Linked DNA regions of Mus musculus: regions 1, 3, 4, 5 and 6 are each linked to region 2. Evidence: chromatin contacts called from public HiCAR-type and promoter capture Hi-C data. All regions are on one chromosome and are shown on one strand. The core of a region is the stretch at or near the end of the contact, and the rest is flanking DNA. Distances in the headings are between cores, read along the strand shown. Region 1 holds the start of Zfp947 (zinc finger protein 947). Region 2 holds the start of 6330415G19Rik (RIKEN cDNA 6330415G19 gene). Region 3 holds the start of Zfp995 (zinc finger protein 995). Region 4 holds the start of Ube2i (ubiquitin-conjugating enzyme E2I). Region 5 holds the start of Zfp983 (zinc finger protein 983). Region 6 holds the start of Zfp948 (zinc finger protein 948).

What was found. Promoter capture Hi-C pulls out the DNA fragments that hold promoters and counts their contacts. HiCAR-type assays count read pairs that join an accessible place to other places. Capture Hi-C pulls out chosen DNA fragments and counts their contacts.
Region 1: a promoter capture Hi-C map of hippocampal neurons shows a contact between it and region 2, with 4 times the contacts expected there. The contact joins the promoter of Zfp947 here to the promoter of 6330415G19Rik in region 2. A contact is called at or near these places in 2 of 39 promoter capture datasets (the 3T3-L1 cell line and hippocampal neurons) and 2 of 115 datasets of contacts at active chromatin or transcription factors (embryonic stem cells and large pre-B cells).
Region 3: a contact with region 2 is called in a promoter capture Hi-C map of hippocampal neurons, with 3 times the contacts expected there. The contact joins the promoter of Zfp995 here to the promoter of 6330415G19Rik in region 2. A contact is called at or near these places in 1 of 39 promoter capture datasets (hippocampal neurons), 3 of 115 datasets of contacts at active chromatin or transcription factors (the NIH/3T3 cell line, astrocytes and microglia) and 1 of 9 other capture datasets (adipose tissue).
Region 4: a contact with region 2 is called in a promoter capture Hi-C map of erythroid cells, with 9 times the contacts expected there. The contact joins the promoter of Ube2i here to the promoter of 6330415G19Rik in region 2. A contact is called at or near these places in 2 of 39 promoter capture datasets (erythroid cells and neutrophils).
Region 5: a HiCAR-type map of astrocytes shows a contact between it and region 2, with 4 times the contacts expected there. The contact joins the promoter of Zfp983 here to the promoter of 6330415G19Rik in region 2. A contact is called at or near these places in 2 of 39 promoter capture datasets (the 3T3-L1 cell line and hippocampal neurons) and 2 of 115 datasets of contacts at active chromatin or transcription factors (astrocytes and large pre-B cells).
Region 6: a contact with region 2 is called in a promoter capture Hi-C map of adipose tissue, with 6 times the contacts expected there. The contact joins the promoter of Zfp948 here to the promoter of 6330415G19Rik in region 2. A contact is called at or near these places in 6 of 39 promoter capture datasets (the 3T3-L1 cell line, the C10 cell line, cranial neural crest and 3 more), 1 of 484 Hi-C or Micro-C datasets (muscle stem cells), 3 of 115 datasets of contacts at active chromatin or transcription factors (astrocytes, kidney and pancreatic cancer cells) and 1 of 9 other capture datasets (adipose tissue).

The regions. Positions count from the first base shown.
Region 1 is chr17:22,162,521-22,167,481 of GRCm38.p6, forward strand. Zfp947 (zinc finger protein 947) reads right to left here and starts at 3,457. Exons shown (of 5, transcript NM_177596.3): 1 at 3,299-3,457; 2 at 667-815.
Region 2 is chr17:23,548,497-23,553,464 of GRCm38.p6, forward strand. 6330415G19Rik (RIKEN cDNA 6330415G19 gene) reads left to right here and starts at 2,303. Exons shown (of 2, transcript NR_126484.1): 1 at 2,303-2,404. n-TRccg2 (a tRNA gene) reads right to left here and starts at 1,839; the gene lies at 1,767-1,839. It overlaps n-TRcct2 (a tRNA gene), which reads right to left and starts at 344; the gene lies at 272-344. It also overlaps the pseudogene Casp16.
Region 3 is chr17:21,906,887-21,911,481 of GRCm38.p6, forward strand. Zfp995 (zinc finger protein 995) reads right to left here and starts at 3,040. Exons shown (of 5, transcript NM_001256493.1): 1 at 2,668-3,040; 2 at 1,163-1,310.
Region 4 is chr17:25,270,021-25,274,940 of GRCm38.p6, forward strand. It overlaps Ube2i (ubiquitin-conjugating enzyme E2I), which reads right to left and starts at 3,411. Exons shown (of 7, transcript NM_001177610.1): 1 at 3,301-3,411. Gm17801 (predicted gene, 17801) reads left to right here and starts at 4,104. Exons shown (of 1, transcript NR_027452.1): 1 at 4,104-4,920.
Region 5 is chr17:21,647,845-21,652,297 of GRCm38.p6, forward strand. Zfp983 (zinc finger protein 983) reads left to right here and starts at 2,767. Exons shown (of 7, transcript NM_001357098.1): 1 at 2,767-3,028; 2 at 3,959-4,101; 3 at 4,423-4,453.
Region 6 is chr17:21,564,893-21,569,669 of GRCm38.p6, forward strand. It overlaps Zfp948 (zinc finger protein 948), which reads left to right and starts at 2,086. Exons shown (of 6, transcript NM_001002008.2): 1 at 2,086-2,353; 2 at 4,157-4,235.

The DNA.
Region 1 (4,961 bases), core at 2,207-4,706, 1.4 Mb before region 2:
AAGACAAGTTAAAGGAACTACACAATGCTCCAAAACTCTATGAGCAGAAAAAAACTAACAGGCATCAAGTGTTCTGACTAAACAATACATTAAAATTATAACAATGAAAATGTTTAATATTGGTATGAAGATATGATCAGGGGTGTGAATGGGAGGGGGACAATATCCCTCACATACAAACCAATGAAATTGCATTTGCCCTTGTGAATTAATACTTTTTTTTTTTTTTTTGGTTTTTGAGACAGGGTTTCTCTATGTAGCCCTGGCTGTCCTGGAACTCAATCTGTAGACCAGGCTGGCCTCTAACACAGAAATCCACCTGCCTCTGCCTCCTGAGTGCTGGGATTAAAGGCCTGTGCTACCAACACCTGGCTCTTTAAAAGACTTTCTATGTAAGAATCAATTGATGCCAGGTGGTGGTGGTGCACTTAATCAGCCTGGTCTACAGAGTGAGTTCCAGGACAGCGAAGGCTACATAGAGAAAACCTGTCTCGAAAAAAAAAAAAAGTCTTCTAAAACCTACAATGGGTATATTCTGATGTTATTCTCACTGCAATTATCTAGAAATATTTTGAATGAAATAGAATCTGGCAAAACAAATCTCATGTTCTTTTTCTACTGGGATTGGAGCCTCTCCCTATACCTTCTTCATTCTCTCTAACATACCTGGATCCTTTGCTAGTTTCCTCTCTTCACCATCCAGGGCTCTCAGTTTCACAGGTGAGCTGAACTACCTGAGGAGTGTGACTCCTGCACATGGGAAAGAGTCTTCAGAAAGCACCCAGAACTTTTCATGGAACAAAAATGAATGATGCCTAAAAAAGGATAAACATGAAGGAGAGTGAAAATCAGAAATAAAAGTGTCCCTTTTCCTCTAAGCGTGTAGGCTTAGACACATGCACAGTCATTCTCCCTTGAACCCTGAAGAGGAGCTAGGGAGACTTCAAGAAAACTATTGTCACTGACAGAAACCAGACTGCTGCACTGTCCAAAAGAGATCTCTGCCAAAAGCCCCATCTGCATGTCTAGGAATTCCCATTTCTCCTACAGAAGTCTACAGTCACAGCACTGAATGATAACAAACTCTAAAACAACAGCTTGGCCACCTATGTAAGGGCAGAGTGCTTTTCTTCAACCAAAGAAATAATTTTCTGATACAGGGGAGTGATCATAAGTATAAAAAGATGTTTTCTTTTCTTTTTTTTTTTTAAATAGAATCATTCTTTTATGAGAATTATCTAGATGAATACCAGAACACATAACCCAAAGAAGAATCATGGTCTTCATCGAAGATCATTGAAGTTTAAAGAAAACATGAATCAAAAGACTACTGCACATATAGAGCAGTAGTTCTCAACCTGTGGATTGCCACCCCTTTGAGGTTCAATGGACCATCAGAAAACAAAGATATTTACATTACAATTCATCACAGTAGCAAAGTTACAGTTATTAAGTACCAATGAAAATAATGTTATAGTTGGAGGTCATCACAACATAAGGAACAGTAGTAAAGGGTCACAGTATTAAGACTAGATATGAATGAAGCCTGAGAGAAGATAAACAGCTCAATTAAATAACAAAGAAGCTTGAAAGTAAATTCACTAAAAAGATAGTAATATTGAAGGGAATTCAAGATGAAATGAGGATGAATTGAAAAACTCAGTAAGTATTAGAAAATGCATCCCGAAGAGACTTGAGACTTTGAAGACATAGAATTAATGACATATCATTGATCAGTGGCCATTAGAAAGAACTATGCAGCTCTCATTGTAGCCTGTGCTAGCTTTCTGAGTATCTGATTGTGATATCCCCATCCTTAGAGTTCTGTCTTTTCACATGAGCTCTCTTTAATTCACATGACCCTTGCAATGGTGCCATTTGCTAGAGTGCATATTATAACAGTGCACATTATAGTGCCATGCTGTTTTAACATTTTTCTCCCCAAATCTGAGCTAATGAATTCCCTTTTCTTATGAAAAATCCAGTTCTTGTTTTCTTTCTTTCTTTCTTTCTTTCTTTCTTTCTTTCTTTCTTTCTTTCTTTCTTTCTTATTAGATATTTTCTTTATCTACATTTCAAATGATATCCCGAAAGTTCCCTATACCCTCCCTCTGCCCTGCTCCCCTACCCACCCATTCCGGCTTCTTGGCCCTGGCATTCCCCTGTATTGGGGCATATAAAGTTTGCAATACCAAGAGGCCTCTCTTCCCAGTGATGGCCGACTAGGCCATCTTCTGCTACATATGCAGCTAGAGATATGAGCTCTGTGGGTACTGGTTAGTTCATATTGTTGTTCTACCTATAGGGTTGCAGACCCCTTCAGTAAAAAGATGTTTTCTAAAACTTTATTTTTAATCAATAGTCTGGTCTAAGATCTGCAATATTGGGCTTGCTTGGACCCAAGGAGTAACATAAGAACTCAGCATATGAAGACATATTTCTGAATGTTTTACTTACATCCTAAACTGCATACAATTCTGATTAAAAAGTTCATGGCCACTAAAAAGTTTGCTTAGTAAATATTAGTGTTTACACCCATAACAGTAGGGCTCGATAAAGTATAATTTTTGGTTCAATAAATCTGCACTATTCCTCATATAATATTATATACAAAGCTCTCTGGGGATGCCTATTAACCGGGCCAAAGGCATTCTCTTGAATAAGCAATTAGTAAAACAAGGCAAGAAAGCAAGAACAAATTTACTTTCCACTATCTTTGTAATTGGCTCATTAGGAAATAGATAATGCAACCGCTCTTTTACAAGGTTTTTTTTTTCTTCATGTTTTTATTGGTTATTTTTTTTACATTTCAAATGTTATCCCCTTTCCACAAACCCACTATCCCCTCCCCCTGCCTCTATGAGTGTGCTCCCCCACCTACCCACCCACTTCTACCTCAGCGCCCTAGCATTCCCCTACCCTGGGTCATTGAGCCTGCACAGGACCAAGGGGCTCCCCTCCCAGTGATGACCAATAAGGCCATTTCCTGCTAAGTGTGCAGCTGGAGCCATGGGTCCCTGCATGTCTACTCTTTGGTTGGTGGTTTTGTCCCAGGGAGCTTAGGTTGGGGCGGGGAGGGTGTTCTGGTTTACCAGTGATTTTATGACTGAATATTCCAGTAATTGTAAAATACATTTTTAAAGAATCACGATAAATCCCAGGTCACAGGATCTCAAACTTCTAATCAGTGGTGAGACATCTACAACAGAACTGTGAGAGTGGCGTCCTTAAGAGCAGCTGCGGAAAACTCCCCCCTGCTCTGCTCCCTCCCGTTTCCCAGCCCCGCAGCTCCTCTGACCTGGGACCTTCCGGGGCCGCCGAGCTGCAGTGCTGGCAGCTGAACTGCTGACTCTCCCAGGTCCGCAGCCAAGAAAATGCTTCGGAGGAGACTTTTCCGGGTCCAGAGAGAGCTAGAATGCAGAAACCGGAAGGTAGAAAGACAATCGGTGGAAGTTCCTGTCACCCAGGACTGGATCTTAGGAGCTGCTCTCCTAGACCCGCCCAATAAACCGTGGTTATGGTCACGTGGTTTCCCAAAATAGTTTGAGAGCAAGAGCTTTCCCCTCCTTAATTACTACTGCTTTTTTCCTGTTCTGGTCAAGGTCCTGCTCTTGCCTTTATCCCTGCCCTGGGGGTTCCATTCCCTCCCGCTCAGTCATCAGCTTCCTGCCACACAGCTCCACCTGTGGACCTGCTCTGCACAACCTCCCTGCTGCTTGCTGACAGACTAGGAAAAACTGGTTCTGAATGATGCTGCACTCTGACATCTGAGAGTGAGTTCTGAAACCCTCAGATAATAAACAGGCAGCCTAACTTCTTAGCTTGGGACACTAGCCTCCTCGGCTACAATCGCACAGCAAAATATAACCAAGACCCTAAATTCCTTTCTTTCTTTCTTTCTTTCTTTCTTTCTTTCTTTCTTTCTTTCAAGTATACAAAAGAGTTTATTTAAGGCATGGGGATGGGAGTTAAGAGAGTAGTAGAGGCAGAGAAAGACAGAAGGAGAGAGTAGGTAAGTGGAGGCTGGCCATGCCCTCCTGGAGAGAGGGTGGAAAGGAATGGAGGGCAGGGGGAGGCACTAGGGAGGTAGAGGCAAGGGAGACAAGAGTTTAAGAGATAAATTCCAATTTCTTATGTTGCACCCCAACACACAATACTAAAAATGACTCACAAAGTTTGGCTTCCTTCCAAAGCATGTATCAAAGCATACATGAAGTATAAGAGGGACCACTGAGATGAAAATGTGGATAAAAACGGATGGGACAGAGAATGATGGGAGGGTGCTCTGCAAGCTCTCTGGGGAGCTCCAGGGACAAAGGTCACTCTGTAGAAACAAAAGCTGTACAACAGGGCAGTTGGAAAGCACTGATAAAGTTAAACTCCAAGAGATTTGAAATGGCCACAATAGCAAAGAAAATAGATAATGCAAATAGTTTGCACAAATATTTTCCTATAAATAGTCTGACAATCATAACATGAATGAAAACATCAGCATCAGCCCCAGTTCATGTAAGAAAAAATATAGTGATACTACAACAGAATTTTGATAGCCAGGAAAAATAAAATGCCTTCTGATGTGAGTTTATAGTACTTAAAATTCCATGCAGACAGGATTCATGGTCAGGGTTAGAACGGTAAGGAAAATGGACGTAATAATACTTGAATTCTCAAGGGAAAGGGCATTTGTGTCTGACACATCATTTTATCACTCTGGTCTATAACACAGAACCTGGTATTTGGGTAAGGAATGCATTGAATATATAGATTTCTTTTGGTAGGATGGCCAGTTTTACTATGTGAATCCTCCTCATCAACAAGCATGGGAGATCTTTCCACATTCTAGTATATTCTTCAATTTCTTTCTTAAAAAAAAACTTGAATCTTTTATCATAGAAGTCTTACACTTGCTTGTAATGTGTTGTGGAAAATATATAATCTCAACTGTTGTTTCTACCCAGATT
Region 2 (4,968 bases), core at 1,053-3,552:
TATGGTGGCGCACGCCTTTAATCCCAGCACTCGGGAGGCAGAGGCAGGCGGAGTTCGAGTGCCAGCCTGGTCTACAAAGTGAATTTCAGGACAGCCAGAACTATATTGAAATGGTAAGTTGACATTTATTTGAAAACAAAACATTACCTTGAAATGGTAGGTTGAAATTTATTTGAGAACAAAACAAAATTTTGAAAGCAAAACCACCTGCAAGGAACCGTTTCTCTTCAGCTCACTTACCAGCTACCTAAAAGTGCCTAAAACACCTCATTACCCCGGGTGGGACTCGAACCCACAATCCCTGGCTTAGGAGGCCAATGCCTTATCCATTAGGCCACCGGGGCTGACGAGAAAGAGACGTTATGGATGTTCCACCAGTCTGAGTCTTTGGGTTCTTTCCGTGTCCATCAACCGTGTGTACCATTTCAGCCAAGGTACCGGCTCTAACGTTGCCGGGCCCCGAGCACCCTTAAGATCTAAAGGAGGACGCACTTGTAAGGAGGCGACTGAAACACGTACATCGCTGCTTTTATTTTGCTCACTGGTTTACAGAACAGGTACGCGTCTTTCTATGGTGCAAGATATCCAAGATTCCAATACTGAATGAGCCCTTTGAACCCGGACGACCAGTATGATGGAAAACGTGTTTGTGATGCAGGATGCAGGAAACTGGAGCCGGCACGATAATGTATGTGCTTTGCAGTGCCGGTTCCCTGTCCAGGATAACTGTGCCGGGTCTCTGTCCAGTCTTCCACCGTCTCTTCAACCAAATGTTACTTGGTAGGGACAGGTCTTCATGCTTTCTCTTTATAGAGTATACAACTGGCCTATATATTTTACTTGATACCCACCCCCCTCAAAAAAATTAAAGTAAATTAAACAACAACAGCAACAACTAAACAGCACAGTCGGAAGAACCTGAGGTCGAGTTTTGGCTTGAGGCTTGTGGGTTCCGGCCCAGTTGCGTTATCCTCGTGTCCTTTTGACTCTCCTTTATCTCATGTGTGTGTCTGATATAACATATTTGCAAGCTTTATTAAGCCACTGTAACATTAAAGAGAAAATTATTCTGCACAAGGCTCTGTCACGTGAGCTGGTACCCCGCCCTCCCATTCTGTGGTTCTCCTGGGAGTTGTAGGGATGACAACGGTTCCACTTAGACCGAATCCCTTAAATAGAGATATCCCACACACACACACCAGGTTAAATGTCAACTCAATCTGGGACATATTCTTGCTATTTAAAAATTTATATTTACACTGGACCTGTAAGGAGACGCCTCTGTTGTTGTTGAGACAGGATCTCATGTAGCCCAGTGGCTTTTAATTCCCCTGCCTCCGCCTCCTAAATACCGGCATTACAGGTGTGCCTGGACATTGTAAGAAATCTAATTTTCTTACTGTTTCATGGATTTTAAAGCTGTGGACATATAAACCGAATTTACTGCTTTAGTTATTTTCAAGTGTTCAGTTCAGTGACAATTGCATTCACCCAGATAGCCTACTGAGTTTTTTATTTTAATCAAATGTCTTTAACGTTCCCTTGGGACACCTCCCACCCACCACGTAAGCAATCCAATCTAGCATCTATTCGGTTCCTTTCCTTGGCACTAATTCGAGCTGCTCGTAGTCTGTCTTGAGATAATAACTTCACCTACTTAATACAAACATGCTGGTCTTCCTTCCGGGGTACCAGACAAGAGTTTGAAAAGCAAATTTGAGAATGGGAAATTTTAAGGTAGGTTTTTAAAAAGCAAATGCACGCAGCGACCACGAAGGGACTCGAACCCCCAATCTTCTGATCCGGAATCAGACGCCTTATCCATTAGGCCACGCGGCCCTACACTGACTCAGGCCTTAGCTCTCTCCATAAGACTTATTCAAGCGCCTACTGCGCATGCTTAAACCAAAGAAAAATCCTACCTATTGAGCCAATCTATTTAGTGACAGTCTCAAAGGAGCCTCCACAAGTTTGAACCGATATAATCAGACTCCTGAGCAGTCAGTCAGCAGAAGCCCTTCCGGATCCTAGAGGCTCGTCTTTCAGATCTCCTCCATTGGCTGGCCCTCAACTCAAGACCAGGGACAACCCACATGAACTTGCCCTATCACGTCACTGAAGTATCCACAATTGTCTTTTCCAGTCTCCAGACCCGTGCTGGCTCGCCTCTCTGGCAACTCCATGGCCCCAGCGCCATGTGGAGATTGAGACCGCCCGCATCAGGGACTCAGCGAGGCGAGAGTTATAGTTCCGGAGATGATCCTTCCCAGAACTTCTTTCTCCCTAAGCCTCTCCCAGCATATCCAGGTCAGCCTTGTGAGGTTCCGTAGTCCCAGACAGGAAGCACAGACCCGATTCAACCTCTGGTTCCCGAGAGCACAGTCGATCCCCTATCTACTACCAGGTAACTTTCCCCATTATCTCACGTATTTCAGAAAGAGCATACATTTTCCGGAGCACGCCGATCATGAACACATACATATTTATTGGCGCTATGTGAGCTCCCACGCCCAAACTGCTGCATCGATGACAGGGTGTGAAGAGGGGATGTAGGGGAAGTGGTGAGGTTGCTCGTCCTATAAACAGAGCCGGCGCCTGAGCAAGCTGCGGATCTCCAGGCAGGCTTTGCACAGCTCATCACTGTCTGGCCCCAGGACGTCCAGCTCACACACCCGCCTGTTGACCCTGTTGACACTCAGCTAGGCCCTGAGGGGCTCAGTCCATCACACCCACTGCAGTCATTGTCTGCTGGAGGGGTTTTTGCGGAGAGGTCGATACTTTCTGAAATAGTCTATGAATCCTAGGCTGGTCTCAGTCTCTGGTCCTGCCACTACCTCCCAGCTACAGGCATGCTCCTCAATGACCGACTCTTGTGTCTGTTGTTCTGTAAGCCTAAAATTTCAAGTGCTACCTAATCATCTTTGAGCCTAATACTAACCCAGCAGTTTTACATGAGCTCCTTGCTCTCAACCAAAAAGTCCCCCACCCAAAGGGAAAGGCTCCCCACCCCATATATATAATCATATAATCAGCCAGACCAGCATTGCCCACCCTGACCTCAACACAAGAAGAGGACCTCCCTATTAGCCTGCAAAACTGTACAAATGAACTGACCCTATTCTGTAACAACCCAGTGGCACCTCCCTTCCTGCACCCCCTGCTGGCTCCTTCTACTTCCCAGTATACCCCCCACCTCAGTCCCCTCCTCCCAATGGCTTCTGGTGTCCTCCTCTCCTGAACTTTATTTAGTGTATGTAATAGCTGCTGCTGAGTTTGTCTGACCAATGTGCCCTGTATTTGAGCATCTCTTGATGTGAGGGCAAGAGGGAGGGAGGGAGGGAGGGAGGGAGGGAGGGAGGGAGGGAGGGAGGGAGGGAGGGAGAGAGAGAGAGAGAGAGAGAGAGAGAGCCTTCTCCTTGCTTCTCCTTTCCCTGGGTTAAGTGGAAGGTAATGAGAACACTCCCACAGATCCAGCCCCTCTTTCTCCCCTCCTAACCCCGTTCCTCACACCTCAGTCAGCAGCTCAAGGAGATCTCTTCCAGGGTTGGCTCTGATGACCTCCACCAGTGTCTGGACAAAGTCCGAGCCCTTTTCATCCCGATAAGCCACACAGCCTAGGTGAGGGGATGGGGTCAGAGTCAACCTTGGGCTGACATCCCAACCTTCAGTGGCCTATTGTGGGTGGAAGAAGTGAGGAGGGGAAGCAGAGAGCATTCTGGGTAACTGGCTTCAGACCAGCACAGGGTCAGGGACTTCTTGCATCAGGAAGAAGTTGCCGATATTTGTAGAGTGAATATTTGGGTATAATCAATGTACAACAAATATTTACTGTGGACTTGCTAGGTACCAAACAGTGGACAGGCGCCTGAAGCAAGCAGGACTGTCCTGTCCTAGAACTTACACAAGGGAGCATTTGACAGGAGCTTGCCATTCTAACCCTGACTCTAAGGACTAACCTGTAGGAGGAGAGTGACTTAACTGGGGCTGGACTCTTGCTGAGAGTGAAGCTATCACTCCAAGCCATGGGGCAGGAAACTAGGCCCACCATAACCATAGGTTTCTTACCCTCGACAGCTGCAGAGACAGTAAGGATGTCTGCTTGGCCTGAGCTCCCTGGAGTGGAGATAAGGTTGTCTGCAAAAAGAGTCAACTCCCATTACCAGCATCCAGGGACTCCACCTGCCCCAGTGTCTTGTCATCTCTGGCTCAGGGGCAGCACTAGACAGTGGAAAGAATGTGGAGCTGAAAACCCACAAGCCTTACAGCATCCAGGCTGTATGAACTCAGAGAGGCTAGGTCCTCTTGCTAACTCCCAAATTGTCAGACTCAGCTAGGAGCAGAAACCTCAGAGTCCCTCACAGCTTAGGAAGACATTTCCTCCCTGGATCTTGGCAAAGCAGCAAACTCCAAGCTACCAGGCCTAGTAGTGTGCTGTGTGAATGGTTCCCAGCACCTGTGTGCCAAGCCCAGGCTCCAGAAGAAAAGCAGACCCACCTGGAGCATCAGCATGGATCTGAAGAACATCTGCCTGGGTTGGGATGGCTCGGGGTGCTCTCAGCCAATGACGGTACCATGGGAGAGCTCTTGACCCCACACCAGGGTCCCTGTTCCCTGGAGAAGGATGGGGCAGATACCTTTACTCAGTGGAACCTCAGGATATCTCTGGGCGAGGCAGGCTTGCAGGGGTGGCAACATTCATAGAGGTTCAAGTTTGTGGGCTTGACTCCAGGGGAGGCTGGAGAGGGGCAGGGAATGGCTAGCCCGCAGGCTTCCTGGAGGAGCTGTGTGGGAAATGTAGGAGGCAGAGGAATGGCAGGGTAGAGGGTCAGGCTGGAGGCGGAGTCCCTCACCCCCACAGCAGACCTGGAGCAGGAAGATCTTGGGGTGGCCATGCAGTGCCTGGCAGCAGCTCAGTTCCTGCACCAGCACTTCTGCCTGTACTTCTTGACCATCACCCCCCAGCAGCTG
Region 3 (4,595 bases), core at 1,790-4,289, 1.6 Mb before region 2:
ACAATTATCGTAGGTAAGAGGAAAAGCAAAAACAATCAACTTATAAACAAAGTATATTAACAAAAGATCAAATGGTATATTTCCAGAAAACTCTATGATCAACATGAATGCATTTCACAAAAGTTTCCAAATGTATTAAACAATCATGACATGATTGTAGGAAGCAGATAGATGGTGATGCAGATAAGCTTCAATATCTACCATTTGGAAAGACAACCATGAACGGCGCTGAAAACCAGTATTGAGTAGCACAGCTCTGGAAAACCATCCACAGGACAGGAGAAGAACAATCTTCTCAAACCTCATGCAGAAGTCTCAAGTGTGGTCATGTCAGGACAAGTCAGAAAGGCCAGGTGGTGCAAGCCTTTTACCCCAGCACTGGAGAGGCTGCGGCAGCAGATGTCTCAGTTCAAGCACTGGCTTATTTTCTGAATTCCAGAACTTCCGGGACTACCTAGACAAAGTGTCTCAAAAAAGAAAAATAACAACAAAGAAAAAAATTCTTCAAACCTACTAAAGATTGCAGAGTAAAAAAATGTCTTCTCCACACCTAACCCTCAAGAGACTTGAGGCCTCAGGGAGTGGGTAGGTCTAGTGGGTGGGGATGAGAGGTGGGGATGCAAATCTTGCACAAATGATAAGAAGACAGACTACAGCGGGTATCAGTGGGAAGGTAATATAGACAGAGTTTAATACCTTGCAAAGTTACTAAACAAATCTTATCAAAATCTTGCTGGCATTATTTTAGGTAACTGAGAAACTAACCGTAAAAGATAAGACAACTTAAAGGAATTACATAATGCTCTAAAACTCTATGAGCAGAAAAAAAAAAATAACAGGCATCAAGTGTTCTGACTAAACATTACATAAGAATATAACAATAAAAATGTTTAATATTGGTAGGAAGATATGATCAGGAATGTGAATGGGAAGGGGACAATATCTCTCACATACAAACCAATGAAATTACATTTGCCTCTGTGAATTACTTCTTACATAGAAAGTCTTCTAAACCCTACAGTGGGGATATTCTGATGTTATTCTCACTGCAATTATCTAGAAATATTTAGAATGAAATAGAATCTGGCGAAACAAATCTCATGTCCTCTTTGTACTGGGATTTGAGCCCCTCCCCATCCCTTCTTCACTCCCTCTAACATACCTGGATCTTTGCTAGTTTCCTCTCTTCACCATCCAGGGCTCTCAGTTTCACAGGTAAGCTGAACTACCTGAGGAGTGAGACACTTGCACATGGGAAAGAGTCTTCAGAAAGCACCCAGAACTTTTCATGGAACAAAAATGAATGATGCCTAAAAAAGGATAAACATGAAGGAGAGAGAAAATATCAGAAATATAAATGTCTCTTTTCCTCTAAGCATGTAGGCTCAGACACATGCACATTCATTCTCCCTTGAACCCTGAGGAGGAGCTAGAGAGACTTCAAGAAAATTATTGTCACTCACAGAAACCAGACTGCTGCACTGTCCAAAAGAGATCTCTGCCAAAAGCCCTGTTTGCAGGGTCTAGGAATTCCCATTTCTCCTACAAGAAGTCCACTGACACAGCACTGAATGATAACAAACCCTAGAGTAAAAAACAACAGCTTGGCCACCTATGTGAGGGCAGAGTGCTTTCCTTCAACCAAAGAGACAATTTTCTGATACAGGGGAGTGATCATAATTATTCAAAAGATGTTTTCTAAAACTTTATTTTAATGTATAGTGTGTCGAAGAGACTCCAATATTGGGCTTGCCTGGACCCAAGGAGTAACATAAGAACTCAGCATATGAAGACATAGTTCTGAATGTTTTACTTACATCCTAAACTGCATACAACTCTGATTAAAAAGTTCATGGCCACTAAAATGTCTGCTTAGTAAATATTAGTGTTTACACCCATAACAGTAGGGCTCGATAAAGTATATTTTTTGGTTCAATAAATCTGCACTGGTTCCTCATATAATAGTATATACAAAGCTCTCTGGGGATGCCTATTAACCGGGCCAAAGGCATTCTCTTGAATAAGCAATTAGTAAAACAAAGCAAGAAAGCAAGAACAAATTCACTTTCCACTATCTTTGTAATTGGCACATTAGGAAATAGATGGTGCAACTGCCCTTTTACAAGTTTTTTTTTTCCATTTTTTTATTGGGTATATTTTTACATTTCAAATGTTATCCCCTTTCTCAGTTTCTCCTCCACAAACCCACTATCCCCTACCCCTGCCTCTAAGAGTGTGCTGCCCCACCTACACACTCACTTCTACCTCATCGCCCTAGCATTCCCCTACCCTGGGTCATTGAGCCTGCACAGGACCAAGGGGCTCCCCTCCCAGTGATGACCAATAGGGCCATTCTCTGCTACAAGTGCATCTGGAGCCATGGGTCCCTGCATGTCTACTCTTTGGTTGGTGGTTTAGTCCCAGGGAGCTTGGGTTGGGGCGGGTAGGGTGTTCTGGTTTAACAGTGATTTTATGACTGAATATTCCTGTAACTGTAAGATAAATTTTAAAAAATCACGATAAATCCCAGGTCACAGGATCTCAAACTTCTGGTCAGTGGTAAGATATCTACAACAGAACTGTGAGAGCGGCATCCATAAAAGCAGCTGCGGAAAACATCCCCCTGCTCCGCTCCCTCCCGTTTCCCAGCCCCGCAGCTCCTCTGACCTGGGACCTTCCGGGGCCGCCGGGCTGCGGTGCCCGCCGCTGCGCTGCTGACTCTCCCAGGTCCACAGTCACAAAACCGCGTCTGTGGAGACTTTTCCGGGTCCAGAAAGGGCAAGGATGCGGAAACCGGAAGGTAGAAAGACGATCGGTGGAAGTTCCTGTCACTCAGGCCTGGATCTTAGGAGCTGCTCTCCTAGACCCGCCCAATAAACCGTGGTTATGGTCACGTGGTCCCCCAAATCAGTTTGAGAGCAAGAGCTTTCCCCTCCTTAATTACTACTGCTTTTTTCCTGTTCTGGTCAATGTCCTGGTCTTGCCTTTATCCCTGCCCCGGGGATTCCATTCCCTCCTGCTCAGTCATCAGCTTCCTGCCACACAGCTCCACCTGCGGACCTGCTCTGCACAACCTCCCTACTGCTTGCTGACAGACTAGAAAAAAACTGGTTCCATAGGAAGCTGAACTCTTGACATCTGAGAGTGAGTTCTGAAACCCTCAGATAATAGAGAGGCAGCCTAACTTCTTACCTTTGGACACTAGCCTCCTAGGCTACAATCGCACAGCAAAATATAACCTAGACCCTAAATTCTTTTTTTTTTTTTTTTTTTTTTGTGTAGAGTAGAGTTTATTTAGGGCATGGGGTGGGGCTTTAAGAGAGTAATGGAGGCAAAGAAAGACAGAGAGAAGGAGAGAGTAGGTAAGTGGAGACTGGCCTTGCCCTCCTGGAGAGAGGGTGGAAAGGAATGGAGGGCAGAGGAAGGAACAAGGGAGGAAGAGGCCAGAGAGACAAGACTTTAAGAGATAAATTCCAATTTCTATGTTGCACCCCAACACACAAAACTAAAAATGAGTCCCAAAATTTGGCTTCCTTCCAAAGCATGTATCAAAGCATACATGAAGTATAAGAGGGACCACTGAGATGAAAATGTGGATAAAGACAGATGGAACAGAGAATGGTGGGAGGGTGCTCTGCAAGCTCTCTGGGGAGCTCCAGGGACAACGGTCACTCTGTGGAAACAACAAGGTGTACAACAGGGCAGTTGGAAAGCACTGATAAAGTTAAACTCCAAGAGATTTGTCATGGCCACAATAGCAAAGAAAATAGATAATGCAAATAGTTTGCACAAATATTTTCCTACAAATAGTCTGACAACCATAACATGAATGAAAACATCAGCGTCAGCCCCAGTTCATGTAAGCAAAAATACAGTGATAGCACAACAGAATTTTGATAGCCAGGAAAAATAAAATGCCTTCTGACGTGAGTTTATAGTACTTAAAATTCCATGCAGACGGGAATCGTGGTCAGAATCAGAACGGTAAGGAAAATGGACGTAATAATACTTGAATTCTCAAGGGAAAGGGCATTTGTGTCTGACACATCATTTTATCACTCTGGTCTATAACACAGAAGCTGGTATTTGGGTAAGGAATGCATTGAATATATATTTTTCTTTTGGTAGGATGGCCAGTTTTACTATGTGAATCCTCCTCATCCACAAGCTTGGGAGATCTTTCCACATTCTAGTATATTCTTTAATTTCTGTCTTCAAAAACTTGATTCTTTTATCATAGATGTCTTATACTTGCTTGCAATGTGGTGTGGAAAACATATAATCTCAACTGTTGTTTCTACCCAGGTTTTGATTATTCACTTTCAAGGTAAAAGACATACACAATCTTCATAATATGCCTTTATCAGCCCTAGTACTAGGAATGTATATATCATCTATGCTATTAGTATGTCTATCTCCCAACTATTAATCCCACTATATTTTGCCATGTTTTATTTTGGTTGCTTTGAACTCCAATTAGCCAGCCAACATGGCCATTATCGAAGACTCTTAGCTCATGGTGGCTTCCTCTTCTTCCACCTTCTTTCTCCCCAGGGTTCTTCTCTGACACACCTCCCCACCAAGCCTATTTCTCT
Region 4 (4,920 bases), core at 2,161-4,660, 1.7 Mb after region 2:
CCAGCTCATAGTTCAGAGATCTGCCCTATGACCCTAGGGGAAGGAGGGCAAGATCCAGGTCAGGCCAGCAGCCTCTGCCAGAGACCATGGTGGCACACTTGACAAGGCCCTTAGGTGAACACCTCTCTACCTAGGCCCACAGCCTGCTGCTTTGACTGTGATGCCAACCTGGCTACCACCTGCTTGAGTTTTTTTTTTTTTTAATCTGCACATCCTTTTTAATATTACTTTAAAAATAAAATCACATGAAACAATACTCAAGAGACTCCCAAACCCACAGAGCACAGGGATTTAGGGGTGTGTGATCACAAGAACATGACCCCTGTGAACAAGAATCTAGCAGAGCAATGGGTATTTCACACTGAGTTGCTTCTCAGAGGTTCCATATTTGACCCCAGCTTCAGGCTTCCATTAGGCTTGTGGGTAAAATCTCCCAGCTGGACTAGCACTAGCCTAGTCTCTCGTTTTCAGCTCAGTCTTCACTCTGAGGCGGAACCTCCAACCACCTCTAGACAAGAGTAAGATTCTTGCCAGAGCACATCCCTGCTACAGCTTCTGCCAGGCTTCAAGCAGACCTCCCATGAGTTCTTGCTATTTAGACTTAGCTCAGGCTGCCCATTTTATCTGCAAAGCTGTGACTACCCTAGGATTTACTGCGTGTTCCTGACCCAGCTAGGATCCCTGGGCTACAGGTGGGCTGATCAGATATGCACCTCCATCTGTAAGCACAGTTGTTCTGAACCTGAACAGACAGACCCACTGGGTCAAAGCATTCTGGTGAGTCCTGCACTGAAGTTACAGATGACTTGTTTTAAGTTCAGAGTCTCACACTGTAGCCCAGGTTAGCCCAAAACTCCTGGCTAGCTCCTGGTATTGGGATTACAGGCATGAGCCACTACATCTGGCTCCTAGACCACTTTTTCTTTCTTTCTTTCCTTTATTTTTGGAGACAGTCTCACCATGTGGCCACAGCTGGCCTTGACAGTCACGCACCACAGCACCTAGACTGCTTGTGATGACTGTACAAATCCAAGTAGAGAGGGGCTGGGACTGCCATCAGAGGTACAGCATCACCCCAGAGCCCAGAGTTCAGGAAATACTTCAGTGGGTGAGGTCATTGTAAGACAAACACTTCATATCAGCATTTTTAATATCCTGTACACTCTAAGCCAACATGAAGAACCTCTTTTAGAAGCACAAGCTGGGACTGGCGAAATTAAGAGTACTAGATGCTCTTCCAATGGGTTCAACTCCCAGCACCCACATGCCAGCTTATGATTGCCTGAAACTCCAGTTCCAGGGGACCTGGATGCCCTCGAACACACAAACATACAGGTAATAGTGCACATAAAATATATTAAAAAAAAAAAAGCACAAGCCACCAGGACAAGCCTTGACAATGTTGGCATTCCTTCTAAGCATACCTGGCTCTATCAAACATCCCGATTCCTTTTTTTATAAATCACAACAGACAGTACTTATGCTCCACAAACTCCAATACCAAATCACAAAGTATACAAATTAAAGGCAAGGCTCCTCTCTTACAGACCTCAAGTCCAAAACAGAGAGTCCAGCCCAAACCCAACTGTCTTTTCCTAGCACAGGAGTAGAGCCTGTCTAGGAACAAGCACCAAGGTTCTGCCACAAAACCCCAACCTGCCCTAATAGTCATCTCTTAGGCAATTTACGACCCAGGTGGCGCTCATCTAAGAGTGACTGGAGCATAGGGCTTCACTTCCAATGTGTCCCTCTTTTCAACTTCTCAACGCACAGGCCTGCCCAATCTCTTTCTCTAGCATCTTCCACTGAAGCAGCTATCCTCATCCAGCCAATCAGATGGCAGAAGATGGCAAGCAAGTCTGGGCAGGGTTTCCTAACAGGTTTCTCTCTGGAGCCCGGGGCCAGTGCTCTGGAGAAAGAAGCCTGGACACCGGGCCACACAAAGCTGTTGGGACAGCTGTAACTGACTTCAGGATAAAGTTGTGTGCCCAGAGAACTCTGTCCTAGCATCCAACTGCAGCTATCCTAAGTGAGAAGAACCGAGAAGCTAGCTCAACTGCTCTTGCCTGGACACTCAGTGTTAAGGAGACAGAACCAGGGAATCACCAAGAGTTCAAGGTTAGCCTTGGCTACAAGAGATCCTGTCTCAAAAACAGGGAGAAGTGAGAGGTGGCTCTTATCAGAACTCTTAAAGGCCTTTTGCCCCACGGTCGAGGAAAAGGAACCCTAGGAGCACCCTGGCAATGATCTAGGCAGAAACTTGGGGGGCAGTGCTGCTGCTCCCGCAAGCACTCCAAAAGCCACTTAAACACAACTTGCCTTCCCAGGCAAACAGTCACTTCACGAGCTAAAAGTTTTGTGATGCAATGACCAAACTAAACCAAACCAAACCAAAAAACCATTCCCCTCCCCACTACTAGAGACAGGAAGGACATACAGGGATGGGTCTTATGACTCCAGGCTTCCTACAGTGTACAGTATTTGTCTGGCGACACCACCTACTTCAGAGCTACTTACCGGTCAGAGAGCCTGTGCAAGGTTGCTTATCTCCGCCCACCTCGGCAGAGGGAACATGGGTACCAGGCACTACGGCTGGCTTGGATAGGGCGAAGCGGCCTCTTTTACTCGAATGCACACTGTAGGCCCTAAGGATCCTTCAGTAAGTATACCACGCTGTTTGTTAAGTTTCCAGTGGCAGAGACAGCCAGAGGAGGGCAGGACTGCGATCACTCACAGCCTGAATACCTTTAGAAAGAAAACAAACTCCCCTTCGACGCCCGTTTTCTGCTATGCAGGCAGGTAACTAACTCATCCACTAAAACAACAGTTCCTTAAGAATAAAGGAAGGTGGGGCAGAGAATATACACAAGACTCCCCCACAAAAACCCAAGCTACAAGCCTAGCGTCTCGGTAACGAACGAAGCCTTCTGATGTGACTCCGGGTGCTTACAGGCCCCGACACGGCCCAGTACTCACGGCCTTCCGCACTCTCACTCGCCTAACTACGGAGCCCAGCACCGCCCAGAACGCGTCTGGGAGCTACTGGGAAGCTCAGATTATCTGTTGCGGGGTCGGCGGAACTCAGTTCGCCAAGAGTAGGGGGGCAGTGGGCCGTGCTCCCAACCCTGTATTCTCCCGTGGCACAGCGGCTGGGCCCTAGTGCCCCGAAGGCCGAGACTCGGAGGCCGCGAGCGAGAGGAGGCCGCCGTGGCTCCGCTCGGCGCCTCCCGGAAGCTCACTGGGAACGGCGGCGAGTCCGGGCGAAGATGGGAGTGCGTGCGCAGGCCGGTGGCGGCTCACCTGGGCGACCGCGGCCCGGACCGTCGCGGCGGCAGAGGCGGCGGCGCTCCTTTGTCTCGGGACTTCCCTCCGCGCCCGCCGCGCGCAGCACGGAGCGCAGGACCCCAGCGGGCGGGGCGGGGCCTGAGCTGGGCTGCCCGCCACACGCCTGCTCAGCTTACCGTCCCTCCCGTCCGGTGGCCTACGCGTCTACTTAAACACGAGCTTCCCGCAGCCCGCACGCGGCTGCCGCGCCCTCGTTGCCCGCGACCGCCTAAGGAGCCCGAGCCCAGGGCGCCTGTCCAAGCAGGCGGTGCCCTGAACGGCCGCACTCTTAAAGGGGCCGCGTCCTAGGCTCGAGGGAGCGTCTGCAAACTCCTCTTCGGGATGAGCGCGTCCACTCGAGGACACATCAGAGAGTCGTGTGAGGAAAAAGAAGCATAGATTCCCAAGGGTCATCCGGATGCTCAGAGGGCACCTTCCCGGGCACAGGCTCTGGAGGTATCCTTGGGCTCAAGGCCCGAGTCCCGGGAGCAAAGATCACTGAGGCCTAAACATCCTGGGAATCGTCGCAGTACGGTGACGATCCCCGGAACTTAGCGCGCTGTGACACTTTCTGCAATTGGCCAGCTCAGGAACTTGGGCGGGGTGAACCTCGAAACTATCCAATGAACTAGCCTCATACAAAGGGCCAAACGCAAGCAAAACCGACGGGGAGAGAAATGTGGATGCTCCCTAACCTACGAGTTAGCCCCCTAGTGGGGGAGGGGAATGGGCCTGCGCCGTGGGGGAGGGGCAGCACCCGCGGACCCCCCCCCCCGCGCGCGCGCCCCAGGCCTCTTCCCTGTGCCGCACCCCACACCTTAGTTCCACCTGAAACCCCTGTGCGGCTTCTGCTGGCCCCGCTGGACACGCTTTTGTCACGCCGTGGCCTAGTCCAGTTTCCTCGGCCAGTCCTCTGCAACCCAGCTCGGATGCTTCCTCACCGACTCACCGACGGGACGGGTACTTAGAACCGTCGGCTGGCCCCCTGGTGGCCATTCTGGCGCCTGCTCCTTTTTTTTTGGCACGTGCTGGAGGCCTTTCGGGGCCAGTTGCAGCCAACAAGGGCTTCCTGGGAATTTGGACTATGGGTCCAATTGCTGCCAGGGACTCCAGTGTTCATCTGTCAGTATCTCCGTCCATCTACTCACCACTCTCTCCTTCCTTCGTTCTCCTCTTACCTTTTGAGGTTGTTGGGTGCCCCAAAACAGGAACTAAGGTCCCATGCCCCTTGCCCACAATTGTCCAACATTCCCTGGAGCTCACCCTGTTAATTCCTCCTGTTCGTAGCCGTACTGTTTAAGAGTTAAGATCACAGTGAGCACCAGATCCTGAGGGACCTTGGTCTCTCATTGGGGCTGAGTTGTAGACAAGGTCGGCTTAGATACAAGTTCCTGACACACTAGATCTGTACCCCCAACAGATCTGGTTTGGATCCATCCCAGCCTGCAAAACAGCTTCCAAGTCTGGTGGCTCCTGGGCACTTAGGGATGTTGGCCTGTGAATTGTACCATCTGGGACCAAAGTTATCAGCAGATTGTCTGGGGGCTCTCATTTTGTGGCCGGTGGCTCTGAGTGGCCCAGTAATCTTTTTACTTT
Region 5 (4,453 bases), core at 1,517-4,016, 1.9 Mb before region 2:
TGAAATAAATAATATAAAATAGACTACAGGTAGCAGTGTCACTCGAGCAACTATACAATGCAACCCTGAAAACAATCCCAAGACCACAATGACAGGATTCTATCAGAACTTCAAAGAACCAACAATAAAGCAGCTCAACATTTAATAATTCTTGACATAAAAAAGCAATACTTCTTATGAATTTTTGAATAATTCTTTGATCGTGAGGTTTATTCTGTTGCTATGGGTTGTAGTGCTAAATACTTGCCCCAAGGTCTTATTGCTCCCAGGGACTAAGAAATACACACACCAAATAATGTTATGTAAACTTGCTCCTTAATTTAAAACTATTATTTGAATAAAGATGTCAACAGCCTGTAGTTGGGTAGAAGGGAGGTAGTCAGGTTTCAGTTCCCAGGCTTGTAATCTGAGGCAGAGACCATGAGCAGAGAGGTAAAGAGAAAAGAAGATGCCTTGGGTTAGATGAATAATGAGACAGTGGTCACGAGGACGGACCAATTGGATAAGAGTAGCCAAGGAGAAAGGTGGCAAATTATATCACGGAGGTATTGACAGAAAATAAACAAAATTCCTTAGAGGGTTGATATCTGCTCAGCTCTAATGCTTTAAAGCTTATTATAAATATAAAGGTTTTGTGTTTTTTATTTGGGAAGTAAATGATCTAAGGCAAGGTAGAAACTCCCAATTAATATTTACTACAACATTTGGAAAACCAACATGTGACACAAACTTCCTTTAATCTAAATTATTTCAGTTTTGCAGATAAAAGGCATGTTATCCCTTTAAGATAAAAGCCATGATGGCAGCTAGGAACGAAAGAGAAATGATTCCTTGCCAATGTTGGGTTTTCCCCTAGCTATGTGGTCAGGGTTCCGAGTACAGGTTAGAATGCATGCTGTTTTGCTGAGCGTGATTCCAGGGTTTCATATCTCAGGCTAAGAAAGAAAGAGCTGTGCCCCCCAGAGCTGACAGCGGGCCAGGCAGCAGAGACCATGGGCTACAAATCATAGGCTTGAACGCCAGCCCTTTCCTAGACACTGCCTCTGAACCATAGCTTTTTAAGCTGGGGACTGATGTTTGCCTAGTCAGGGGTTCGGGGGTTGGAGGTGCAAGGCTAAATGCCTCTGCTGTGCAGTTAGTCCATCAATCACTCTAAGAGCTGGCTGCATGCCTCCTGTAGCCAATAGTTACAGTGAGTCACCAAAGTCTCCATAAAATGTGGGGCTCCCACAGGGAGACTAATGACAACTCCTGACTCTTGATATTAGCTCTTTCTAAAGCAGATAATGAGTCCAGCATGGTGGCACATGTCTGTAACCTTAGCATGCTAGAGCCAGAGTAGGTTCATCTCAGTGAATTCAAGGCCAACTTATCTTGCAAAACAACAACAAAGTCAACAAAAACAAAAATCCCATAAGATACTGATGCTACCAAGCAATAAATTACAGACTGATGTAATCATTTAAACTGTTGCCTTTAAAAACAGGTTTACATGGCAAAATCCTGTCCTGAATGAATGAATGAATGAATCCTCCCAATCTTTCTATTATTAACTATTTTACACTCACATATACATGTATATACACACAGAATGTGTGTGTGCATTTGTGCGCTCACATCAAATACTGCCCACTCTCATCTCCTACCTCTCCACTATCCTGGTTCACAATTCCAACAGTCACTCTACTGTGTCCATATCTATTCATATTGCTTGTGATCCACTGAGATGAACCAGAGCCATTTGTGAGACTGTGGGTTTGGAGCCTGATGTGTGCTGGACCCTGATATGCTAAAGGCACATCACTCTTCTAGAATCTATGAATCTATCCATAGTCAACATCTGAGAGGTTGTGTGTGCCATTCCCTAACCTACACTGACTGTGGTCTTGTGTGAGGCCAGTGCACATAAAGACAGCTGCTGTTGGTTACTGATTACAATAGTTGTATGGTCTGGAGAATGCTGTGTCGTGTCTTAGCCTTTCCCCTCCTTTTTCCCTTCTTATTTCCTAACCACCTCTTCTTCCTTGGTGGTGTCCCCAGAGGTAGAGATTGATGGTGTAGCTGACGGCTTAAGTTTTACTTATTTTCTCTATCAGGATAGTCAAGAGTCTCTGCACCCATCACTCTATTAAAAAAGGAAGGAAAGAAGGAAGGAAGGAACGACAGAAGGAAGAAATTCTATATTTTCTCTCAAAGGACTTTAAGTATGAGTCATAGAAGGCTAATGTCTTTCTGAGTTAGTGAACTGGCAAGTCTGCCTTCTTGTGGTGAAAGCAGTACACTGCGGGGTGAATTCTGCCTTGGGCTGGTAGCAAAAGCTACCAGATCTCTGACTTAAGTTCTTTAAATGTCTCTCCCTAAGTCAGAATTTCAGTATTTTGGCTTCTCATGTTTGTGTGTTGGGATGGGAGAGCCTGTTGCTGTTTGGTATGAACTATGTAGCCCAGAGGCTGGTTGTCAAGTCCAGGTGTCAGGCTATCTTGGATATAAAGGGTTCAAAACTCACTGTGTGTGTCAAACATTGGGTGCACAGCCTCCTAGCAGGTCCACTTCTCACTTCTGGTCTAGGCTGGCAGCAAGCATGAGGGGAGACTGTTCAGCCTGACATCTGGAGCTGTGTGGAAGGCAGCTTGACACAGAATGGGAGGGAGCTATCTCCGTAAGGCGGGGCCACTTACCCGGAAACAGAGGGTGTGAGGATGTGGCCTGTTGAGGCGGGTGTGTGATGTAGAAAAGTGTTCAGAGTGGGAGGAGTTAGGGGGTGACGTAAACGGAAGCTGGGAACCGGCTGATGAGGCCTGGGTAGTTGTACTGAGAGCCAAAGCCTGAGTGTCAATGACCTGTTCAGGTGCAGAGCAAGCAGGCCTGCACCGTGGGGAATCATGTGGTGCAGACCTGGGGTCAGAACACAGGGTGGACTTCGGGGAAGGTAAAACTCGGGGCTGACGTGGGCGCCGCGCGGGGAATGGTGGGGAAGTCTGCAGTGCAGCAGCTGGACCCGCCTCCCTACCGCCCTGGATCCTCCCAGGTCAGAGAAGCTGAGGGGCTGGGAAAGGGGAGGGAGGGGACCAGGCTGTGATCAGTTTCTCTGCTGTTCCTAAGGAAGCAAGCTCTGAAGTTTTGCTGTGGGTTTCTTCCCTTGTCAACACAATTTTAGGTCATATGAACTGAAGTAATCCTGATTTGTTTTTTATTGTTCACCTGATTGCCAAAATATTCATAGTAGAGTGGTCTAGGAGAATATTTGAATTTATCTTTTGATGCTTGCAAAACAGTTCTCTTTATTTAGGTGAAAAGGACAAAGCTCTTGGAATTTACATTCATCCATGCTAACTCCCTTGTTATACCCGTGAACATACTTGGTGACTTGGCATCTGCTGAGAGCTTTTAGACAGCAGTCATGAAAGGAGTGGCTGCAAATGTAATTGAATCCAAAAGCATATTTTTTTGCGAGTTTCATAGATATGGTTTTAACCATTAACATTTAAAAGTAAACTCTATACCCACCATTACCTTTCCTTCGGAGACATGCACTCCCTGATGTAAATGCAATATTCTGCTATAAATGCACCAGGCTTGTTGGCATGCATCTTTAATCCCAGCATGGGGGAGGGAGGACAGAGGCAGGCAGATCAAAGAGTTGGAGACCAGCCTGGTCTGCTTGGTGAGGTCAGGATAGCCAGAGCTACATGATGAGCTCCTGTCTCAACAACAACAAAAAACAAAAGGACAGAAAGAAAGAAAGAAAGAAAAGAAAATCGTGTTTTTGTGCTGAGTTCCTAGAACCTGGAAAGGCACAGTAGGCTATTTGAGGGTATAGGTCACAGTATTTTCACAGTTTGCGCATTATAAACCAGGTGGTATTGGCACACGCCTTTAATCCCTACATTTGGGACTAAAGGTGTGCACCAGGACAAGGACTTAAACTGCTGTTTTGTATTTTGTGGTCATTTCTCAGCCACTGGTGTGACTGTGGACTTCCAGAAGAACAGGCAGTGTCAGGACCCTTCTGGGAAGGCCTTGTTGCAGAATTTCAGCACTCTGGTTTGTGTGGGTGAGAACAGTTTGCTTCCAGCCTCCCTTGTTCCTCCTCAGGAAGAGGCAAGTTATTCTGCAATTGTGAGATCTTTGACAGTGTAAAGCTTCCATCCTTTTTTAGTCCATAATAAATTCAGAACCTCTCTAGTGTATCATATTCTCATCCCAGTCATTCAGTTCCATTTGTGCCCCTGAGACTTGACTGAGCTGTGACTGAAAGTGAGGTTCAAGTTACACTAACTGAAAATGCTTCCTAAATATTTTCAGTATTCTGACACTGCATGAGAATTGGGGGATCGCCGTAGAATTTTCTTTTTATCTCCTGAGCACAGTGCTGTGCCAGAAATGAAGGTGCTTGCTAAATACTCTTTTTCTCATGTGCAGGGTTCACTGATCACCCAGACCTGCTTATCTG
Region 6 (4,777 bases), core at 836-3,335, 2.0 Mb before region 2:
TGTGGAACTCACAGAGACCTCCTGAGTGCCTGAATTAAAGGCATATGCCACCACTGCCCAGCTCATAAGGTTCTGATAGTTACGCAAGGTAAAGGCTCAACTAACTTGATAGAAATGTGCTAATAAGATCTTCTGTTTACTGATATTAAAGACTTCTATTTTACTAAATAGAATACTCTAATTGAAATGATGTATATAACATGCCAAATATAAACAATGTGAAATAAATAATATAAATAAAACTAAGAGAAACAATGGGACTGAAGCAATTATAAGATGCCATCCTTAAAAGAACTCCATGAGTAGAATGACAGGAGTCTATCAGAACTCCAAAGAACTAACAACAAATCAGCTTAACACTTAATATTTCTTGACACACACACAACAATCAAGACTCTTAAACTCTATTACCTGATAGTAAACGAGATACTGAACCTGCCATGGTGGAGTATGCCTTGAATCAATCCTAGCATTCCAGAGGCAGGGAACGCTAATCTCAGTGACTTCCAGGCCAGCATGTCTCAAAAAACAAAAATCCCACCACATAGTGATACAACCAAAAAGAAATCTCACACTGGTGTTAAAATTAAACAATTGATCTGGTCACATTAGCACCGTTTTTTTGTTTTGTTTTGTTTTGTATTGTTTTGTTTTGTTTTTGTTTTTTTGAGACAGGGTTTCTCTGTTTAGCCCTGGCTGTCCTAGAACTCACTTTGTAGACCAGGCAGGCCTCTAACTCAGAAATCCACCTGCCTCTGCCTCCCGAGTGCTAGGATCAAAGGTGTGCGCCACCACACCCGGCTTAGCACCAGCTTTTAAACACAGGTACACACAGAGAAACTCTGTCTATAATGAATGGATGAATAAATACCCCCCCCCCTTTTCTATTATTAGATATATCACAAACACAGACACACACACATGACAGCATTGTGTGTTTCTGTGCCCACTTCAAATACTGCCACTCTCACCTCCTACCTCTTCACTATGGTCCACAGTTCCAACAGTCACTCTACTGTGTTCATCTCCATTCATTTTTGCCTGGGATCACTGAGATGAACCAGAGTCATTTGTGAGACCTTGCTGGAGTCTGATGTGCTCAGTATAGGATGACAACTAAAGGCAGTGATTCTTCTACACTCTATCCATAGCCAACATATAGAGAGCTGTTCCACTTCCTAGACTGACTGTGGTCTTGTGTGAGGCCAGTGCAGGGAAGGACAGTTGCTGTTGGTTACTGATTACAATAGTTGTATGGGATCTAGAGGATGGTGTGTCTTAGCCCTTTTCCCTCTTTCCCTTATTTCCTAACCTACTCTTCTTCCTCAGTGTTCCCAGAGCTGGAGTTGTTATAGAGTAACAGACTTTTTTATGACTAGAACCACGTACTTTACTTTTTTTTTTTTTTTTTTTTTTTTGCGACTGGGCTAGCCAAGAGTCTGCATCCACCAGAAATCTGTCATGAGAAAAGAGCCTCGTGAATGACTCACAGAAGACAAATGCCTTTCTGAGTTAGTAAAATGACATCTAGTGGTGAAAGCAGTACAGTGCGGGATGACTTCAGCCCTATGCTGATGACAAAACGATGACTACTGACTTCTTTAGACACCTTTCTTTTTTTTTTTCAAAATCCAAGTTCTTTGAATGTCTGTACCATAGTCAAATTTTCAGAATTTGGTATTGGCTTCCTATGTTTGTGTGTTGGGAATGGGACTCTGGCTTCTCAAGTTAGCCTGTTATTGTTTGGTATGAAGTATGTGTCCTAGAGGCTAGTTTTAGGCTATTTTGCATCTAAAGGATTCAGTACCCAGGATGGGGATCAGATACCGGGGTGCAGCGTCCTATTAGGCCCAGTTCTGGTCTAGGCAGACAGTGGCCACTGGGAGGCTGTGCATAGCGGGTCCGAAGCAGCCTGACAGCTGGAGCTGTATGGCAGGAAGCCTGAGACAAAGTGGGAGGGACGTGTTCGCGGGGCAGGGATATTCACCCAGAAACATGGTGGAAGGTTGTTAGACATTAGGTGGGGGTGGAAAACATAGTGTTCCGAGTGGGAGGAGTATTCCCAGTGGGAGGAGTTAGGGCAGTGACGTGAACGGAAGCTGGAAACTGGGTGTGGGAGGCTGGAAACGTGGGACGAAGAACCAGAAGTGTCAAGGACCTGTCAGGTCCAGAGCTCGCGGCCCTGCCCCGTGGGGAATCGCGTGGTTCAGACCTGGGGTCAGAGGACACAGAGGACTTCGTGGGAAGCTAAAACTCCAGGCAGCCGCGGGTGCCTTGCGGGGCATCCTGGAGGAATCAGCAATCAGTCGCAAAGCGGCGAGAACCGGAGCCAGGCGGCCCTGGAACCGCCCAGGTCAGAGGAGCTGTGGGGTTGGAAAAGGGCGGGAAGGGAACAGGGTGTGATCGGTTTGTCTTCTGCTTCTAAGGAACCTGGCTCGGGAATTCTGCTGTAGATGTCTTTCTTCCCTTGTCGAGAACTTTTAGCTCACATAAATCGGACTAATCCTGTTTTTTTTTTTTTTTTTTTTTAAATTGACTTCTGAATGCCAAATGTTCCTATTAGAATACTGTAGTAGAATATTTGAATTTATGTATTGATTTTTGAAAACCAATTCTGTTTGTTCAGGTTAAAAGGAAAAAGCTCTTGAAATTTACATTCATTCACTCTAACTGGCCTGTTTTACCAGGAGACTTACAGTGACTTGGCATCCCCGGATATCTTTTAGATACTATATATAAAGGAGTGGTTGCAAATAATCTGAAAGAATATTTTATTTTTGCAAATTACATAGGTATGGTTGTGAACATTAACATTTATAAGTAAACTTTTATTTCTCATTATTAATTTATTTACTTTACACTTCTATCGCAAACACCACCCCTCCCCCCACTTCCTCTCCTCCCAGTCCATTCCTCCTGCTTCTCCTCCACCAATTTCCTCCTCCATTTCTCCTCAGAGAAGGGGAGGAGTCCAGTGGCTCAGCCAGTCTAGTTGCAGTAGGACTAGGCTTATCTACCATTGAGGCTAGACAAGACTGCCCAGTTGGAAAAGGAATCCAAAGGCAGACAACAGAGTCAGAGACAGGCTCTGCTCCAGTTGTTACAGGGCCCACATGACAACTAAGCTGCACATCTGTTACAGTTCACAGTTAGAAAGGACATTATAAGCACAAATCTTTAATCCCTATCTTGGGAAACAGGCAGGTAGGTCTAGAAGATCCTTGTCATCCTGGTATACAGACATGGTTTAAGGACAGTCAGGGCTATGGAGAAATCCCGTCTATTGGAAACGGGAGAAGAAAAATGAAAACACGAATGAAACGTATTGTTGTAAACTATAAAACTATAAAGCGTCTTTTGAAAAATTAACTCTTCTATATTAGAAAAATGTCAATAGTAGTCTTTTGTCTCCTTTCTAGTAAAGGACTCTATGGACATACAACCAAACTGTAATTTTTTAGTTCTTTTGTTTGCTGTGTTTGATCCCTGAGCCCATTCTGTTGCTACATCTGGACTAAACTCACCTTGTAGACCAGGCTGGAGTGGAAGTCACTGAGTTCCACCCAACTCTGTCTCCTGAGTGCTAGGATTAAAGGTGTGAACCAAGACAAATATTTTTACTGCTGTTTTGTACTTTGTGGTCAGTTCACAGCCACTGGTGTGACTGTGGACTTCTTCAAGAAGGAGGGGCAATGTCAGGACCATGCTGGGGAGGCTTTGTACAGAGACTGGATGTTGCAGAATTACAGCCGTCTGGTTTGTATGGGTGAGAATAGTTTGCTTCCAGCCTCCCTTGCTCCTCCTCAGGGTTTTTGGTGTTTTATTTTGCAAGCTTTTGGGGGTATAAGGATTTTTAATCCCTTTGGGGGTATAAGGCGTCCATCATTTTTAGTCCAGGATAAATAACGACCTCCCTAGTATATAATATTCTCATCCATATCATTCCATTTCATTTTTGCCCACCAGCTTTCACTGATCTATAAATAGAAGTGAGGTTCAACTTATGCTAACCAAAAATGCTTTCTAAATATTTTCAATATTCTGAAACTGCATGAGAATTGGGGGGGATCATTGTGCAATCCTCTCTTAACCTACTGATCACAGTACTATGTTACAAATCCAGGTGCTTTTTGAAGAATCACTTTCTCATGTACAGGGTTCGCTGATCACCCAGACCTGCTTATCTGTGGAAACCTAGAAGGTGGAGAGGGAGAACACAGTAGCTAAGGATCCAGGTATGTTGGAGGATTGGTGAAGGGATGGTAAGGGATTCAAGTGAATGTGGAAGTGGGACATGAAATCAGTTTTGCCGCCTTCTGTTTCACTAGAAATAGTTCTGGAGACTTCCACTGACAAAAATCTCTTCAGGATTATCCTATTGTAGAAGTGAGAAGACTTTGTTCAGAAGAACTGATGCTAGGTGGCAATACGATTTTACTTGACTGTGCGTGTGAGTGATGCTGTCCTTATTCCACGCATATCACTGATCTACATACCAATATTAAATGATTTTCATTTCAATGATTTTCATATGTTATAAAATTATAAATTAAGACCTCCAGATGTAATGTTTAATAATTTTTGGATCTTTTATTATTCTAACACCTTCTTTAATTTTTAGTGTCAATTTCACCATTCCTGGAAATAATGCCAACAGAGTTTTGATGAGAATCAGGCACCATATTTGCAGACATGTAAACACAGTCCATCCTGTCTTCCCATGGATATCTCCTATTGTCTGTTGTCATGACAATTCCAAGTGGTTTCCATTGCTGTG